Regions from separate parts of the Drosophila melanogaster genome. Here region 1 is linked to region 2. Evidence: chromatin contacts called from public Hi-C data. All regions are on one chromosome and are shown on one strand. The core of a region is the stretch at or near the end of the contact, and the rest is flanking DNA. Distances in the headings are between cores, read along the strand shown.

Region 1 (3,448 bases), core at 200-2,699, 140 kb before region 2:
ACCATTTGAATTTGTTTTGCTGCGTAAGCCACCCGTAACGCAGTTATTTTATTCTCAATTCAACAACATAAATAATCACATTTAGCTGTTCTTATTTTTGTGCGTTTGGTCACTGATCCGCTTCGCTAAGGGGCTCCACTGGTTTCTCCCATTCCCATTCCTCCCAGTTGACGCAGTTCTTGAGACTATCCATGAATCCTGTTTCGCTGGGGCACTTGATTTCAATGGCTGGTTTGTTAAGTGTCTCACACTTCCAATACGATGTGGCATCCCAATTGTTGCGGAAAACTACAATGTCTAGCTCGGCTTGGGTCTTGCAACCCGGCTGTCCGTCACCATCATAGGCGAGGGCAATGCCAAAAGAAATCACTAGTAGGGAGGTTAGAGCGAGCTGAACCTTCATCTTTCAAAAAATGTTCTATGGTCTACTGGAAGTACTCGAAGCCTTTTATAGTTACATAGTTGCAGCGGTATAGTATCCAAGTGCAGCTACTACCAGAAAATGCTTTTATAAATTGGCATTAATGTAAACACTCGAGAGAGGAAGGAAAAGATAACAGTACTTGCCCTTGACTCCAATCTGTTCAAACTAAAAAAGGTACAATGAGTCACCCAATTTTCCATTTAAAAATTCATTGTTTTTATACTATATTAAATATTTAAGAAAATAAACAAAAAATATGTCTTTTATCAAGGAAAGCATAATCAAGCCAATTCAAAACAAAATCATATAGGGAAACGACAAATATAAATATTTTCGATCTAGTTCGTAATCATAGGTTCAAGAACAAAGTTCGTATTGGACAGCCTGCCAAATTTAAAGATTCAGCAATATAAAAGTAACTAAAGCAAGAGAGAAGGCTATGGTCGAGTTCCTCGACTATCAGATACCCGTCACCCGTGGCAACATGGGTCAACTAACTTGCGCTGGGTATTTGTCTCTAGAATCTGTATGCTTAATCTCAACCTTCTAGCTTTTATAGTTCCTGAGATCTCGACTTTCATACGGACAGACGTACATGGCCAGATCGGCTATTGATCCTGGTCAAGAATATATGTACTTCATATGGTCGGGAACGCTTCCTTCTGCCTGTTTCAACGAATCTAGTATACTCTATTACTCTACGAGTAACGGGTAGAAATATAAAATTGAAACTATTTTGAGTCATCCCTCCAATTGGTAATTTTTTTATATATTAACGGAAATTTAAAGTGCGTTACAAAAGTAAAAATTCTTTTGGTGCTAGTATGCTTAACGGGGTGGACATTTCGGCGTTTTCCACACTTCTTGGGAAATCACTTTAGACAAATTTGTACCAATGTCGGTACTTAATAGTATTTAACTATAACTTACCTTTTGCCTTTGGTGTGAATAGGCTATTAAGCCAAAGAGTAAACATTCGTCGATTGTAACTCCCTTGTCATCGATGTTGGCCAATACGTGACAACATCGATAGTATCGATAACTATCAGGTTCAGGTTCGCCTGTATTGCACTATTTTGCTTCACACACGTAATTTCGGAATTTGCCAGAAAAACACCGATCTGCTATTGATCTTAGTCCAAAATTGCGTTTTTAAGTCGAAAAGACACTTTTCGGCTTTTAGATGGATGAAGACTCGGCTACGATACAGCTGGGGGATAGGCGTCTCGGTAACGCGGTCGATCATGATCTGCTTCCAGGGCCACCCGGCGTCGATGAGAAAAGCGGAAACGAGAACTGCGAGCCCAGGAGCAGTGGGTCGGGAAAGCGCGGCAAGTCGAATTCCAGGCGCCGTTCCACATCCCGTGGTCGGTCGGATTCCCGCAACACATCGCCGTCGAACACCCGGCGAAGGCATTCCCTGTCCCGCTCGCTGACTCCACCGCGTCGTCGTTACGATTCGCCCGATTATGGGCGGTACTCCCGACGGCGCTTTGATCGTGATCGGCGACGCTCCCCCGAACGCCGGCGCTCTCCGCCACGTCGCGGACGACGGTACGGACGATCCCGGTCCCGCAGCATGTCGCCCCGACGGGGAGGTCGATGGTCACCAAAAAAAAAACCGTCGTCGCCGCCAGTGCCCCCTCCGCATGGAGGACCACATCCTCAAATGACCCCTGGCTATGGAGCTATGGCCGCACATATCTACGGATCATACGTCGCTCCACCAGATGTTTACGGTCACCAATATGGAATTCCGCCTAACTCGTTTCCACCTCAGGGACCGGGGTACGGTATTCCAGGTGCCCCGCCGGACCAAAGCTCTTTTGGCTCTGGCTACGGTCCGCCTCCCACAAGCGCGTGGGACGTAAATGGTACGTTTCTAGACATTTAACGCCAAAAGCCCTTCATTTATTAAGCATATTATTTCCTGCAGTGTACGGTCAGCAGGTGTGGATTAACCAGCCTATTTCTGGGGTCCAGCCATCCGCTTCAGACTCCCTGATCCAGCCACAGAAGGCCCGCGAAACTCTCTCTGGCAAGACGATAGGCGAGGAGCAGTCGGTGCCAGCGCTCGAAGGCGCAGGTTTGACGCCTCAGGATGGTAAGTGTGGAAATGAATTACAATGTGATCACTACGAACATTCACATGCAAACCTCTCACATTGTTTTATTACTGTTGTCATGATTACTTGTACTTGTAACTTAATTGCGCGCAAATGAATCGCATACCAGAAATTACCAAAAGTCTAGGGTAAAGATCAGATTAATCAGAATCTAGAAGTACACGCGCTGCAAGAACTAACCAAGACCAACCCGAGCGATAGTCTCGAAATGTTAATTCGTTTCAAAAAGAAAATGCAGAGTTTCCGTTTTTGTGTGGCAGTCGAAACAAACAATTACGCCAACCTGGACGACCGCCGCCCCAACTGGCTCTTCATTCAACGAGGACTGGCAGAACAAGCAATCACGGCGACTGCATCCGAGTGTAATTAGCCGATGAAATGCACTCGAGAATGCATTTGTAAATGAAATTTTAACTTTTATTTATCTAGGAAGAATGTTTATTAATTAAAACCTATATATTTATCCCCCATATATATACCGTCGATCGGCAGCTGTTGCCCAAGAAGCGGAGAAGCAAAAGGACGAGCTTAAGAAACAGCGCGCTAACTATGTCAAAAAGGTATCGCTGCTCAAGAAGGAAATGAAAGTACTTAAGGACCAGCGCGAGGACCTGGCAGCAGGCGATGCCCCACCCTCGCCAACCACAAAGAATTTCATCGAAGAAAACGACCGCCTGCAGGTGAATTGGGATCCCAAAACCTTATCTGTTAGCCACTCTATGTAACCTGTTTTCATCCTGTATAGATGCAAATTAAGAAGAAACTTGACACAATTGAAAACGTTATAGATATGCTGAACGGCATAATTGGCTACGAAGAAGTTGAAGATGAACCATCTAACCAAAAGTCCCATGGCAAGACTCAACCGGAACAACAGGATAGTCGCTCGCACTCCTCC
Region 2 (3,562 bases), core at 250-2,749:
CATGTTCCAGTACGAACCATTGACGCGGCTAACGTCCACATCCACCTCACGAATAACCGCCACCTCGTAGATTTCCAGCTCCACGTTTTTCCAGATTCCAGCAGAGGGAGCTGCAGGACCCCAGTCCCAGGAAAAGCTAGCCTGCATCTTCCGCAGCATGTTCATGTGGCACTCACCATGGTAGCGCTCGTTGGGGCATTCGGGAGGCACGCTCTTTTTAGCTTCTTTTAAAGCATTGGCTCTTGCCAAAGCAGCCACAACTGGAGATTGGATCTCAACTTCCAGAAAGTTTTCCGCTTGGAGCAGGGAACTCACTTCGTAAGAGTAGCGGACAAACATGTTGTCCGTGCGTCCCAGCAGTTGATGGTTCAGCCGGATTTCCGACACCGTGTCAATGCCGTGAAACGTCAGGTTGATGTGGCCGCGATTGAAGTGATGAACGTCGACTTAGTCAGTCATTATCAGAAAAGGAAAGAAGTAATACCTAAATAAATGCCTTTATATCAATTGGGGAATTAAATTAAGTGAGTTTTAAATTCCTTAAAAATGTAACAAGATGTTATTGATCAGGATCAATTTTTTCCGACGCAAAAATTTTTGATAGCACCACAAACCCGTTAAGGAAAATAGATATTTGGAAAGCTATGGTTAAAATACGTATAAAAGGATACTCTTTTTTTGGGGATTTAAATTAGACCAGAAACTTCAATAGCAGATGCCTAGTCTTTAAAACTCATATATCATAACAGTCAGGTAAACTAATATATATATATGATTGTTTTTTTTCAATCGAACTCTAAAAGCGAAGTAAAGGGAATCTTGCTAAAACTTACACTGAAAGAAATTGGAGAAGGTAAAGTTGTCGTAGGCCAAGTAACGCAGACCGACGTCGTTGTAGGAGTCCAGCACTTGGGGTGCGAAGGCACTGTATATGCCCAAGGGCAACGTTTGGTTGGCAATAGTCAGGGCTGTGGGGAAAGGAACACTTATATTAAGTAGCAAGACAGTTGCCAATGGGAAAACGCGCTCCTCCAGGGCACATTTAGTTGATGGACTTCCCTTTTCAACTTTTTCAACTTGAAATATCGTTTTAGATTATTTTGCAAAGGGCTTTTGTGCAGCTCTGAATTTATGGTACTCACAGCCATTCTGATTAGTTATCGTCCAATTGCTCAGCTCTATTACTTCCACCTTATCACATTGGCCGCTGCAAACATAAAGGCCACAAACTAATCCGACCATAACAGCGCCCGTGGTGCCATTCCTGAGTAATCCGCATCCGTACTTCATCTGGAAAGAAGTGGTCGTTTCAATTCAGAGGAGCTACTTTAAAGACGACTCCTCTGTTCGACAAAAAGCACTCTGAGCGTTCAGCAAAACGTGGAGTTCTTCCACTGACTCACGAACAACGAATGTATCGCTTTGCCCGACGATTCAGATCCGATCGTTGGAGCAGCAAGTGAGAGTACGTCTCTTTTGAAAGCAGAGAGCTAAGGAACGCATACATATCGATAATGAAAGTATTTTCAACGTAACGAACCTCTGCGCGCATCAGCTGTTACTCAGAATTTCGTGTTCAAGTGAGCCAGATCAAATATACATACGCCTTGTCGGAACTTATAAAGCGCACCTAAACACGAAATCGAGAAAAAATACTATTACCTACTAGCTATTATAGATCCTGAGATTTTGACGTTCATACGGACGGACGGATATACGAACATGGCCAGATCGACTCGGCTATTATTCCTGATCTAAAATATATATACTTTATATGGTTGGATCTGCCTGTTACATACTTTTCAACGAATCTAGTATACCCTTTAACTCTACGAGTAATATATAAATAATAAATATAAATATAATTTAATATGGTCGGAAACGCTTCTTTCTGCATGAATACAATGTATATAGGTATTATATGTATGTATGTATATGTATGTATGTATAATACATATTTTAGGGACGTAGGCGATACACCGCCCAGAACTGTCACGGCCACACTTTTGAGAAATGTTTTGATATTTTTCATATTTTTATTAGTCTTGTAAATTTTTATCTATTTGCCAAAGAATATTTTTGCAACACCCACAAACCGCTCAAAACTTCTACGCCCATACTTTTGAAAAATGTTTTGAAATTTTTCATATTTTCATTATTCTTATACACTTTTATTGATTTGCCAAAAAACTTTTTGCCACGCGCCCAAAACTGCAAAATGTTTATGTATTTAAAATTAAATTTAAATATTAATTAACTTGTGAACAAATAATATAAATATAATTTAGTCATCGAGAGACCCCTTCTTAAGAGTTTTGTTTAATTTTTGCGAAAAATATGATGGTCTTATAATCATAATGATTTTGGAAATATTAAGAAAAAAACAATGTTCGATTTTCATCAAATCAAATTTTTAATATGTATGTATATTAATGTATATATATTTTAACATGTGTTGACAGGGGTCCCTGAAAAAAAAAACAATTTCGGAAGTATGTTCTGCTTTAGGTATATTTTAAATATTGTGCAGCATTTTCAACTTAGTAAAACATGGTTTATATTAAATACTGATTAATCGTTTGAACTTTAATGTGGTCGGTTGTTAAAGTCATGCATACCGAGTCGCTTTCGATCACTAGGTGTATCGTCTTTTTTGGCTGGGTTTGAGTAAAGCCATTTGTCGAGAACTTGTGCCGCTCCTTGACATAATAAGGATGCAATAGCTCGAGGTATACAAGTAGAGCCGGATATCTGACAGTAATGCGCAAACTAAAACTATTTGCATAAGGGGATGTTGCCGCTTTGCAGTCCTGACCTTCGACCTCCAGCTGTTTGACTTACATACAAGTAAGAAAATAGCAAATATTAGGCGTTTTAAAAAGAGGGGCACACTTACTGTTAGTTCTGAATCTTTAATGCCCATAATTTTTTTAAAGGGTACGGGGTAAAAAAAGTTTCTAGTCACAGAGTTGCCGTATTCGTCCTCCAAAATGATTTCCAAAAACAGTTCTTCCTTCAAATGTTTATGTACAGCAAATATTCCAAAGGTATTTGCCGCATCTCAAGTTTATTGGAGCCCTGTAAATGAGCCCTTGGTAGATGATATTATTGCCAATATAATGTCTTGGGTGTCTCACCAGTCCAAAAGGGCGAGCAATAGTCTTCTTAGGAATCGAGCCCGTCCATAGATAGGTGTTCACCAGTACATGGTATAACCGCGAGTCTCTATGCTCGGAGAAGTCCTCTCTTGTAAGCGTGATATTGAGGTTTTTTCGTATAGGGCTATAACACTCGTTGGGGCAAGAAGTTCCTTGGTCCAGTAGTATAATAGCTTAGGGTTTCCGTAGAAGTCGATGCAGGACCAAGTTGGAGCCACCCAAACATCGTTTAACTGCCATATAAGAGCTCCCATTGTATGGTTTCCTGTGCGTAGACTACGAAACACGTCCAAAGCGGTTTTAGTTGCCATGGCTTGTGTCACTTGGCTAAAATATAAAAACATCGATATTTTCGTCCCAATTTTGGGGAACAAACGGAAGCTGATAGGCAATCAATTGGAGTA

Evidence for each region. Hi-C and Micro-C count contacts between places; a contact is called where the count stands out from the background.
Region 1: a contact with region 2 is called in a Hi-C map of the OSC cell line, with 3 times the contacts expected there. A contact is called at or near these places in 6 of 107 Hi-C or Micro-C datasets (the Kc167 cell line, the ML-DmBG3-c2 cell line, the OSC cell line and 2 more).

The regions. Positions count from the first base shown.
Region 1 is chr3R:4,332,072-4,335,519 of dm6, reverse strand. It overlaps CG9776, which reads left to right and starts at 1,449. Exons shown (of 7, transcript NM_141198.4): 1 at 1,449-2,298; 2 at 2,361-2,528; 3 at 3,043-3,230; 4 at 3,296-3,448. The coding sequence starts at 1,608. Skp2 (S-phase kinase-associated protein 2) reads left to right here. Exons shown (of 5, transcript NM_164340.4): 5 at 1-641. It overlaps CG14645, which reads right to left and starts at 422. Exons shown (of 1, transcript NM_144068.3): 1 at 14-422. The coding sequence starts at 403. The coding sequence ends at 110.
Region 2 is chr3R:4,195,143-4,198,704 of dm6, reverse strand. beta-Man (beta-Mannosidase) reads right to left here and starts at 1,499. Exons shown (of 9, transcript NM_141179.4): 1 at 1,143-1,499; 2 at 834-968; 3 at 1-446. The coding sequence starts at 1,290. It also overlaps the pseudogene CR33294.